Regions from separate parts of the Macaca mulatta genome. Here region 1 is linked to region 2. Evidence: chromatin contacts called from public Hi-C data. All regions are on one chromosome and are shown on one strand. Each heading gives the region's core, a stretch centred on a gene start, on an enhancer-like site or on the middle of the called end of the contact. The rest is flanking DNA. Distances are from core to core; before and after follow the strand shown.

The links. A called contact is a pair of places that touch in the nucleus more often than the background predicts.
Region 1: a contact with region 2 is called in a Hi-C map of fetal cortical plate, with 2.0 times the contacts expected there. The contact joins the promoter of CXCR4 here to the promoter of DARS1 in region 2. A contact is called at or near these places in 3 of 14 Hi-C or Micro-C datasets (blood, fetal cortex germinal zone and fetal cortical plate).

Annotation. Positions count from the first base shown.
Region 1 is chr12:27,746,460-27,752,252 of T2T-MMU8v2.0, forward strand. It overlaps CXCR4 (C-X-C motif chemokine receptor 4), which reads right to left and starts at 3,374. Exons shown (of 2, transcript NM_001042645.1): 1 at 3,332-3,374; 2 at 127-1,170. The coding sequence starts at 3,346. The coding sequence ends at 127.
Region 2 is chr12:27,603,835-27,610,318 of T2T-MMU8v2.0, forward strand. DARS1 (aspartyl-tRNA synthetase 1) reads right to left here and starts at 2,346. Exons shown (of 16, transcript XM_015110010.3): 1 at 2,122-2,346; 2 at 125-182. The coding sequence starts at 2,187.

The DNA.
Region 1 (5,793 bases), core at 2,124-4,623, 140 kb after region 2:
AAACACAAGACAAAAATCCAACAAGCAATAAAAACTGTACAATATTGGTCAGTCTTTTATATCTGAAAAATGTGTAACTTAAAAAAAGAGTTCTTTATCGTATAAGAAAAGTCTTTCACATCTGTGTTAGCTGGAGTGAAAACTTGAAGACTCAGACTCAGTGGAAACAGACGAGTGTCCCCCTCGCTTTCCTTTGGAGAGGATCTTGAGGCTGGACCCTCTGCTCACAGAGGTGAGTGCGTGCTGGGCAGAGGTTTTAAATTTGGCTCCAAGGAAAGCATAGAGGATGGGGTTCAGACAACAGTGGAAGAAAGCTAGGGCCTCGGTGATGGAAATCCACTTGTGCACAGTGTTCTCAAACTCACACCCTTGCTTGATGATTTCCAGGAGGATGAAGGAGTCGATGCTGATCCCAATGTAATAAGGCAGCCAGCAGGCGAAGAAAGCCAGGATGAGGATGACCGTGGTCTTGAGGGCCTTGCGCTTCTGGTGGCCCTTGGAGTGTGACAGCTTGGAGATGATAATGCAATAGCAGGACAGGATGACGATACCAGGCAGGATAAGGCCAACCATGATGTGCTGAAACTGGAACACAACCACCCACAAGTCATTGGGGTAGAAGCGGTCACAGATATATCTGTCATCTGCCTCACTGACGCTGGCAAAGATGAAGTCGGGAATAGTCAGCAGGAGGGCAGGGATCCAGACTCCAACATAGACCACCTTTTCAGCCAACAGCTTCCTTGGCTTCTGACTGTTGGTGGCGTGGACGATGGCCAGGTAGCGGTCCAGACTGATGAAGGCCAGGATGAGGACACTGCTGTAGAGGTTGACTGTGTAGATGACATGGACTGCCTTGCACAGGAAGTTCCCAAAGTACCAGTTTGCCACGGCATCAACTGCCCAGAAGGGAAGCGTGATGACAAAGAGAAGGTCAGCCACTGACAGGTGTAGCCTGTACTTGTCCGTCATGCTTCTCAGTTTCTTCTGGTAACCCATGACCAAGATGACCAATCCATTGCCAACAATGCCAGTCAAGAAGATGATGGAGTAGATGGTGGGCAGGAAGATCCTATTGAAATGAGCATTTTCTTCACGGAAGCAGGGTTCCTTTATGGAGTCATAGTCCCCTGAGCCCATTTCCTCGGTGTAGTTATCTGAAGTGTATATCTGCAAAAGAGGCAAAAGAATGGACATTCACTTCCAATTCAGCAAGCATTATCCAAGTTAAAAAAAAATTCAAAGCAATTTAAAAAACCAATTCAGGCTTGCTTTCTTCAGGAAATTCTGAAGAACTGGACTAAGGGCACAAGAGAATTAATGTAGAATCCTACAACTCTCCTCCCCATCTTTTCCCATAGTGACTTCATTATATTCTTCTTTAGTAGAACCAATTACAAAATTCTTTGTTTAGAACAAAAGGGCGCTGCGATGCTGAGGGTTTCAAAGTCACATCTTGGCTAACTCCTCTGCCCCGCCCACTAGAGGGAGGAAAAAAACCTTCCTTAGGAGGAAAACACACACACACACACACACACACACACACACACACACACACACACACACACACAAAGAGGCCACTCCCAGGCGGCGTGGGGGGTGGGGTGGGTGCTGCGAGGAGGGGCTGTGATTAACTTTTTGTATGAAGTTTTTCGCCAAGGGAGGGAAGAGGGGAGGGAGGAGCACGGGGGGAGGGCGGGGGCGTTGCAAAGACTCATTCTCCTACGGCGCAAAAACTCAATTTTCCCACGCCTGCCTAAACACAAATCATTCTGCGCTTCCAGCAACATGTAGTGGGTAAAGAGAATGCGGTCTTAAAACGAAGGCCCTTTGGTGCTTGGAGTATATTGGGCGGGAGTGTCAGAATTTGAACAAACGGCACCTCCTCCCCCAAGCGGCCGCTCCTCCGGGGCGTGGGTCTCTTTTGCCATCCTCGTGTTTATCACTTGGTGCGTTTGGGACGTTAGGGAACACGGCATTTTCCTGGGTGGAGAAGGTAACGGGGTCTGCACCCGTAGTCCTCGCCCCAAGTTTCATTTCCTCACTCTCCCGGGTGGCCTCCCATTACCCCGCCACTGATCCAGTTAACCCGGCCGGAGGCGGGCAGCTGGAAGCCTCCAGGCAGTGGGCACGCGGGGAGCCGGGTTGTCCAGCCCCGGTCCGCCGCGGCTGCCCACCACGCCCACACCGACCGGCCGCAAGCAGCGCTGCAGGGGCTCCGCTGGGCGACACGCCAGGCTCTGTCCCACAGGGTGCTGGGGAGAGACTGGGCGGCTCCGCCGCGAGCGTCTTTGAATTGCGCGCCGCTGCAGGAAACCAAAAACTCCCTAGCAAGAGGGTTTCAAAAGGCTTCTGGAAATCACCGACAGTTAAACATCGCAACTGGACTCGGAGAGAGCCAAACGGTTTCCCCACTTGCACCTGCCCGTCTTCGCGGCGGCGACCGGGCAGCCCAGGTGCGGTCCTAACCTCCCCCGCCCCCCCACCCCCATACCCGCTCCTGTACCCGGAGCGCGTGTCTCGGGGCTGGCAGCTGCGCGGTGTCAAAGGGGAGGTCAAACCACTCCTCTGACCTCTGCACGATCCCAAACTCTCGAACTGCCGGACACATGCGCGGCCGTGGGGAAGAAGCGCGCTTTGGCCGGCGGAAAGGTTCCCCCCTCAAACCCAAAGCGCGCGGGCCGATCAACTCCTAGCTGCTGCCACCACTCGATCCCCTCAGAGGATCCGCGCGGTGGGTCCACCCGCCTTTCCCGCCCTCCGCCTACTGTGCCGGGACACTGGCACAGCTCCGTGGGCCGCGCAGAGTTTCACAAACACGCACCCAGCGTCAAGAACAGTCACCAGGCGCTTATCCCCGAAGTTAAAGCGGGCGCAATGTCCTTCTGGGAACTCCGCCCAGGCACGCTGCCCTCTGCCTCTAAATTCAGAAAATGTAACTCGCTCCAAGAAATCCCCGCTTCCCCAAGGAAGAGACCGGTGGTCTGAGTCCCGAGGTAGCGCGCACGCCTTTTCTGCACTTGTGCACAGAATGTTCTTATGTTTGCAAACAGCATGCAAGCCGCCGCGCGCCGCGGGACTCAAGGGGGTGACACATGCAGCCACTGGAACGCTCTTTCCAGTCGTTTCTCCTCGACTCACAGAGAAAAAGATTCCAATCCTGCTCCCCCCCACCCCCGCGCACCACATAGCCATGGTCAAGAAAACTCCTTTCCGTGACCCTTTTTTGGAGCTCCAATGTCCCGGCCGCTTCTGCCCGCTCGGAGAGGGGCTGCGCTCTAAGTTCAAACGTTTGTACATTTATGACAAAGCAGGTTGAAACTGGACTTACACTGATCCCCTCCATGGTAACCGCTCGTTCTCCAGACGCGGTGGCTACTGGAGCACTCAGGCCCTTGGGGTCACTTTGCTACCTGCTGCCGCAGCCAACAAACTGAAGTTTCTGGCCGCGGCCAGACTTTTATAAAAACACGCTCCGAGCGCCGCGCATGCGCCGCTGGGGCGCGGAGGGAGAAGGCGGGGTAGGGGAGAGCGGCCGACGCGAGGAAAGAGGGCGCCAGACGCTAGGAAGGAGGGCGCACGGGCGGGGCGGAGGGGTTCGCGGCTTGGGAAGCCCAGGGGACCCTGCTGTTCGCGGGTGGTCGGTAGTGAGTCTGGAGCGGGACAGGACCTCCCAGAGGCGTTTGCTAAGTTTGAGAAAAGCGGGATGCGCCTCAAGACAGGTGGGAAGCGCGGGCTAGGGACGCGTCTCTCTGTGGCGCGTCCATCCTTGCTAAAGTGGATGGAATTCCAGACTGGGGAATGCTACAGTAGAGACACTGAGGTCCAGGGAGGGGAAGTGACTTGCCGGAGTAACCCAACCAGTAGGCGGCAATGTTGGAAGTAGGGCCAAGCTTCCGACGCCATTCCCCGCGCTTTCAGCACACGCAGCCTATTCAGAAGAAAAAAGGAGTAAAGATCCTTCTTTCGGAGGATGTAACTATAGGTGCACATTCACAGCATCACAAGGGTCAGGTGCAGATAATTAGGAGATACTTTCAGAAGAAGGTAGGATTTGGCATAATTCTGGAGACTGTGATCAGACGTAGCTGTGCATTGCTCAGTAATTTCATAATAGTGGTAACCAATTCGTGAATAGTGCTTTATTATTCTATAACTATGCTTTATTATAAGAGTAATTTAGCGACCAGTACTTTTTGTAACAGATCACGAGGATCTTGCACAGAATCACTCATTCATTCTCACAATACCGTGTGGGTATTGCCATCACAGAGATGCGTTTAGTCAGATATTTATAGAAGGACGAACTGCGTGCCACGCACTGTTCTAGGCGTTGGGGATCCAGCGTGAACCAGACAAGGCCCGCATGCGGAGGAACCAGCAAATAAGCCCGGAGAGATGAAACGCCAGGGATGTGCAGGGATGCCAAGCCCGGCTTGAACCCAGGTCTTCGGTCCCCATACTCGGCGTCTTCCACGATTTTGAGCGGAGGACTAGCTTTGGCACGAATCAGAAATTAGGTTGAAGAACTGGGCGGGGCGGAGTGGGGGTGGGGGTCAGCGTTTAAAGCGATCCCAGACTGGCTGAGGTTTGCAGTGGGCGCGCAGACAGTGCTTTCCACCTCGCGCCACTTCCCGCTGCCGCGGAGACTGGGTGGGGCCGGGGAGCGAGTGTGGCGCAGGGCAGAGAAACTGCGCCCGCAGGCAGAGTGGCCGCTGCGGAGAGAGCTGGGACCGAGGTGCCTGCGCCGCGACACGGATCTCAAAGGCCCCCACCCCGAAACGGTCCCTAGGAGAGGAATTGCCCAGACTGCACCCTACGCACGACCCCTTTTTTCTGATCAAAAGAGGAAACATTTCAGTCTGGAGTGTTCCAGAGGTAGTTCGGAGGCAGGGAACCTTTTCTCTAGAGAGCATGACTTTCCCCCTTTGTCTGGGACCCCTCCCTAATGTTGGGGGTTGAAGGTTCTCATCTACTCTGCACTTTCACCGATACAGGAAAGATGATATCCGGGCTGGGAGATGGAACTCTCAGAAACGAACAAGTTAGGACACACACTAATGACCAGATAAAATCAATTCTAATATTACATTTGTGGAATTAAAAAAAAAAAAAAGAAACTCCAGGTTCTTGGAGGGTGGTGGCTGGAAGAGGTTTCGGAAGCTCCACGCCCCTTCTCACAGGCCTTACATTATGTATCTCTCTCTTCATCTGTATCCTTTATAATATCCTTTACAATAAACGATAACGGTAAGAAATAAAAATGAAAATAAAACCATAAAAACACTTTTACTTTTTTCAAATCTTTAATAAAACTTCAGGATCTTCATATTTTCATAGACACGGTAGATCCTACCTACTGAAGGTCTGGAATTTCAGAACATTTTCATGACTTGCTTTTCACAAAGCCTGGTAGTGGCAGAATCGGTGTGTTTTATCCTGGACCGTAAGCTGCACCGTACCTCAAAACTCCTCCCTGCACGATATCTAAAACCTGAAAGGTTAAATCTCCCAAATCTGTCCAAAAACGGAAAGTGGATAAAACTCGGAGCAAAATGGTTTGCATAATAAATATTTTTGTTGATTGTTGGCAGACAAAAGAAAGCTCCTTCCTTTATCTGAAGACTCCTTTCAGATCTTTTTAGGGATCTCTACTAAAAGGAAGCAGATAATTAAAAGAACAATGAGATGCTATTTGGTGACTACCAAATTAGGCAAAAATCCATTTTTTTTTCAAAGATAATATTTGGTCTCCGTATTTGAAAAGACCAGCTGTCTCTCTCTTGTCACTGG
Region 2 (6,484 bases), core at 1,096-3,595:
AATGGCATTTAAGCTTTTCAGAATTATACCTTCAGATTTATGCCAACCTTACTTAAAACTTCATGAAGAGCTTTCCCGGAATTAGACAGCAAAAAGCTTTATTTATTGTCACATAGCTACTAACCTGGTTTTTCTTGTGATTGTATCATTGAAGATATTCCATATCTCTCTTTAGCGTAATCCTACAAAAAATTTTTGCATCATGACTTTTTATGTAAACACTAAGAGCACAGTAAACACACAAATGCAAATAATAGAATGTAACAATGAATTTAACTTTCAGGATCATTCTATTAATTCAGAAAGTCAGTAGTTCTATAATGTGGAAATCTGTCATTTATTTACATATGTACTCTATAGAAAACAGAAAAGTACTTAGTTTCTGGTTAGTTTGTTTTGAAGATCACCACTCCTAGATGGATTTATCATACTTAATAACATTGTAAGATAAAATTTACACATATGTACAACACATCTTAACTACCTTCTTCAAAAAGATGAAACTACTTCAAAGCAGGGACATAAATTTCCGGTGAAGGGAGTAGGATGAAGTACCACAGTTTTATTAACTTCCTATTACAGGAAGAAATGTTCAAAGAGAACCAACGTTTTGGGTAAGCTTTCTGAGCACCAGATGTCCACAGTTTTTAGAAACTGGAGATGCTCAGTATAAGCTAACTACAACTTTTCCTTTTGTAAAACATCATCAAAAAATTCACTAGTTTCCTGTTTCTAAAAACCAGCTTCAGGATACCAGGTTACAGGGGTTTGACACTGACAATATATCCAATTTCTTGTTACAGATTAGAGTTAGGAACAGGAAACAGGAGACCTAGGGTCCAATCTGTTAACAAAATATACTTATTAAATAGATAAGTGGCCTTTATTTCAATCTTACTTTACCTCTAAAATGATCTAAGATTCTTCTAGCTATAAAATGGCATAACTCTGCCACAATGTCTACCTTGTATCTAGACCTATACTATCTGTAAGGGTACACTGATAGTTTATGTAATTAACCAGATTAAGAATACACAAAAATAATTGCCCTAGATTTTTACAAGGTAACTTAATATCTGTATGAAACAATTAAGTTTCTGTCACTTTACAGCTACCTGTTGGAATCCTCTCCTTTAGATCAGGAGGATGCTGGATTTTGTGTTTACACCAAAATAAAACCAGATATGTTTAAGGTGCTTTCTGAACAATTTAAAGAAAAAGATAACCCTGGAAAGAGGAGAGAGATACAGTCACACAATGAAGCCTGAGGGCAACATAAGATTAAACTGTTTGAAGACATAAAAGTTGCATTCATTCTAAGGAGTACTATTAATATTTCAGTGACTCTTCCTCATTTAGTATTCTAAGATGACCTATTTCTCATGTTGCTTACCACAAATTCAGAACTCCTTATAGAAAAATTAGGGAGCCAGGCGGAAATTAAGGCTTAACAGTACTACAGCACACATAACTTGTCGGATGGTTTCAAACTTTGATTTCTGAAAAGCACCAAAGGATCACTGGGTGTTATGAATTATCCACGTGATTTGGGGTCACTTCACCTCAAACGCATTCTCAGTAACTCCTGTTACTTACCTTACCGGGTCACTGAGAGGGAGAAAGTAAATAAAAATGACATGTGCTCTTTAAAGCTGTCACATGGGAAATGGTCATTAAACATATTGGCAGATGGTTTTGCTAAGTACTGTCATTACTTGCTAAAGCATCAGGAACACGAGGGCTGAGTACATATCGATTACTAGTGCTTATTAAAATTTTCCGACGGATTGTGCATTACGTGCAGGACGTGCCTAACCCAGAGAGGCTCAAGTGTGACGCCGCGCTCCTACTTCCGGGGCGGCTGGTTCTTCCCGTCCTCCCCACCCGGGGGACACGCTTCTAGTAGGCCAAACTCCCAGGTGACCCCGCGAGAAACGCGGTCCGGAGAGGGTCTGGTCCCACTGCTGGGGTAAGGGCTCTAGGCGCCCGGACCCCATGCTCGCAGCCTGCGGAGAAAGTGCTGATAAGGACCCCGAGGGTCCCGCTCCCCCTCCTCCCTCCCTCGACGCGGTCCGGCCCAGGGGTCTGTCCTCCCAGGCCCAGGGAAAGGAGGAAACCCACTTCCGCCGCGTCCATGATCTCCCGCGGCTTCTCCTGACTCTTGCGGCTGGCGCTGGCGCTGGGCATCGGGACACAGAACTGGGCAGTGGACACCACCCTCCCTCGTAGGCTTCCGTACGGCAGGCCAAAGTGGCTTCTCCCTCCCTCCCAGTCTCCGCCCTCCCGACCCTCGGGTCTCAGCACAAGCTCCTGGACTCCGCGTGGAGGGGCGGCTCCGGAAAGATCGCGAGAGCTGCGGCTATCTCGAGATCCCGAAGCGCCGGCGGCCGCGCGCGGGGTCTCCTCCCACTCTTGCCCCGCCCCTCCGGGAGTTTTCCTGGAGTTGGAGGGAATTCCCGGTAGTTTTCGCTGGATTGGCTCTGGGGGCGGGGTCTGGGGTTACCAGGTGGCTGGCTGTAGGCCCGGGCGAATGCCAGCTCTCTTCAGTTTCGTCCCAGCTGCGACTTCTGCCCATTCTCCTAACAGCCCGTTAAACTTTGCTCGGCTGTAACCGCAGACTGGTCACTAAAACACCCACATAAGCGCGGGCCTCGGTTTCTCCTCTCTTGGACTTTCCCGCCTTCTCTCTTCCCCGGGGCGACGTAGCTGCTTGGGGTTGGAGGAGACCTCTTCGCAATCCATTGCACTGCGTGTTGGGACAAAGGAGTGCAGTTGGCTTGCCAAGGCGGCATGGGGGTACCAGTCCCTGTATAAGTGAGGTGTAAATACAGTGACAACGACAAGAAACCACACAATGGCACTGATTGCCTGGATCTGTTGCAGTGTTAGGGACAGTGCATAGTGTTGGTTGCCCAATGGGTGAATATTCCCAAGTTAGGCTTTTTAAAAAAACTATCATTTGTAAGTTTTGAATCGAAATTGAAAATAATTTGGAGATTTGGTTTAATACTGTTTCCCCTGCCAGACTTTGCACTCCGTCGTTTCAACTGACTTTGTAGTGTCTTCTTCTGGCACAAAGTGTTAAGGCGTGCACGTAGATTCCAGCGCAAGTGAAAAGTCTCTGGAGGCTCCCTCATGCAGTAGTGAGAAGACAGCCATGCTCCCTGCCCGCCTGTAGCTTACCGTCTAATTGCAGGTGATATGAAATTTTACTCCCTATTTAATTGATCAAAGATTATTTACAAAATCTACTTTGTGTCAGGCATTTTAGCAGGTGCTGGCAATAAAAAGATAAGTCCTAATTCCTGTTCTTAATATTACACAGGTACCTAAGCTGGTAGATGTGCCATCTTGATAGATGCTTCAATGATTACAGAGTCAGGAAGAGTTTAGCTATTAAAGTGCCTGCCCGGAAGTGATACATTTCACATTCTGCTCCTAGTTTATTGACCAAAACAAGTTACATAGTCATTCCTGAGTTCATGGGGGCAGGAGAATTTACTCATTCCTTGGGGAGCAACACTGAATATTCATGATCAGTATCACATTCCGTTAAAAAAGGCATTCTATTATATTCATCGGATTCGAATACAGAAGGGGGTCTGTGAAGTTGCTTCATCTTGGAATTTTTTTTTAAAGCTTGGGTTGCTTCAATCAGGTATAGTCCTAATGTATGGACTGGTTATCAGAAATCTGGATACAAATCCCATCTGTTTTCCCTTCACTAGGGTAGTGATCTTACCTTTTCATCTGTCCATGAGGCCTGTCCATGTACTTCTTTCTTTCTTTGGCCTCGTTGCCTTGATAAGAGTATTCTCATTTAGTCCTGGAGTAAGACTGTAAATATACTTGTTTCTGGCCCCCTTTCCTGATAGTGATAGAAAAGAAGCATTTGCCAGATCAATGGCCACATGTCACGTGCCTGAGGTCTTAAGAATCTGCTGTAGTAAAGACACCACAGCTGCAACTGAGGCTATGACTTGGTTGAACTTGCAGTAGTCTACTGTCAATTTCCTGAATTTGTCTGGATTTTGCTGGAGCCACACCGGTGGCAATAGAAATGTGATGGAGATTACCAACCATCAGGTCTGTAAGGGTTGCACTGATCTGCAGTATTCCTCTTGGGGACGTGTTATTGTTTATGATTTACTATCCTAGTTGGGGGCTGGGAAAGTGACTTAGAGATTTTCTCTTAGCTTTATCCAGTATGGTAGCCTATTCCACAGACCAAGGAATAGGGGAACAGCTCGGCCGTGGTGCTCTGGCTGCTTTGCAGGATCCACATAAGCCATGTAGGCGAGGGCTTGAACCGCAGCTAACCTGAATCTTAGAAAAACACCTTGTGATGCTGCTGGAATATGAGAGGATGGAAGGCCGTCTCCTACTCACTTCCCTGTCTGCCTGAGAGCCTGTCATGGGATGGTTTCTTATTACCTCCTAGATTCTGATGAGGTGTGGGACTTCTTGCCCCCTTCCCTCAAGGGAAATGCAGAATACAAAAATGTGTATAATATCTTACTGCTTAACTGGAGTCTAGAAGTGGCTCTTCAGCAACAGAGTGTCCCACTACTCATGTTGCAGTCATCTGGTGATTTTTGTTTCAGTGATGTCCTTAACGGGACAAGAATCACAGAGAGCTGGCACCTTTGGCTTATTCTTCTTCTCTTTTTTCAAAAATTAATTAATTAATTAATTTTTTTTGAGACAGAGTCTCCCTTTGTCTCCCAGGCTGGTGTGAAGTGGCATGATCTTGGCTCACTGCAACCTCTACCTCCCGAGTTCAAGTGATTCTCCTGCCTCAGCCTCCCGAGTAGCTGGGATTACAGGTGCCTTCCACCATGCCCGGCTAATTTTTGTATTTTTAGTAGACATGGTTTCGCCATGTTGGCCTGGGTGGTCTCAAACTCCTGACCTCAGGTGATCCATCTGCCTCAGTTTCTCAAAGTGCTGGGATTACAGTCGTGAACCAATGCACCTGGCCTTTTTTTTTTTTTTTTTTTGAATCAGGGTCCCTCTCCATTGCCCAGGTTGGAGTGCAGCGGTGGGAACAAGGCTCATTGCAGCCCCAACCTCCCGGGCTCAAGGGGTCCTCCCACCTCAGCCTTTGGAGTAGCTGGGACTACAGGTGTGCACCACCATGCTCAGCTAATTTTTGTATTTTTTGTAGAGATGGGGATTCACCATGTTGTCAAGGCTGTAGGCTTATTCTTGTTTTCACTGTCTATATAAATAATAAACGATCTAAATCTAAAAGCAGCTTGTTAACAGCTTTACTGATGGAATCATTCAGGCGTTGACCTTCCCTTGCTTGTCCTGTGTGCTCCTGTCTTGACAGCAGTCAGCGTGGGACTCTGCCAATTTCCAATATAATATCCATCCTAAACTATACATTTAGGGAGCAGGAAAATGACTTTTGGGTAGGTTCATGGACCCATGGACCCATTTCATTCTAGGTGTTGCTGTTAAGAGGGTTGAAGCGCCATGGTTCTTCTATTTCTTTATTTTTTTTGAGACTGGTTTATGAGACTAGGTAATTTTTTTGTTTTTTTGTTTTTTGGTAGAGATGGGGTTTCCCCATGTTGCCCAGGCTGATCTCGAACTCTGGGCCTCAAGCGATCCATCGCCTAGGCTTCTCAAAATGCTGGGATTACAGGTGTGAGCCATAGTGTCCGGCCACCACTGTGATTCTTGGTCCTTTGTATGTGGTTCTTTTCCCCCTGGAAAAGAAAGAAGCTCACAGGACATTTGCTAAGTAGACTACATGGGTCCTTCTTTGTTCCTAATGCTGAGGAATTTCATAATATTTATCAGCCTGTGGGTTTAAATTCATCATTGTGTTGGACATTGGGCCATTCCATCTGGAAGCTCATTAGTTCGAGGGCATTTTCTTGAAAAATGTCTTTGATGATTCTCCACCTTCCATTTCTTCTCTTCTCTGTTTCCTGAATTCTTATTAAGTATTGGACTTTCTGAGCTGGTCTAATTTCCTTATCATTTCTCTCAAATTTTCCATCTTACTGCATTTTGATAGGCTTGTGGGAGATTTTTTCCAACTTTATCGTATAGTCTTTCAATTGCGGTTTTCTCATTATTGCCATCATTTAATAACTTCCTAAAGCACTCTTTTTGTTCTTCGAATGGTCCTGTAATAGAATCCTGATCTTTTAAAATGCATATAATATCTTCTCATCTTACTGAGCATATTAATAAAGTGATTTTTGGGGGGAATTTTTAAAAGTGTTCTCTCTACATAACCCCTTTCTTACAAGTTGCTTTTCTATTTGTTTATTTTTGGCCTCTGTCTTTCATGTTAGAGACCTACCTCAGGTGTTCGGTGAATCCTTGATTGTCTGCTTATGTTAAAAGTGGAGACTAGGCTGGGCGCGGTGGCTCATGCCTGTAATCCCAGCACTTTGGGAGGCCAAGGCGGGCGGATCACGAGGTCAGGAGACAGAGACCATCCTGGTTAACACGGTGAAACCCC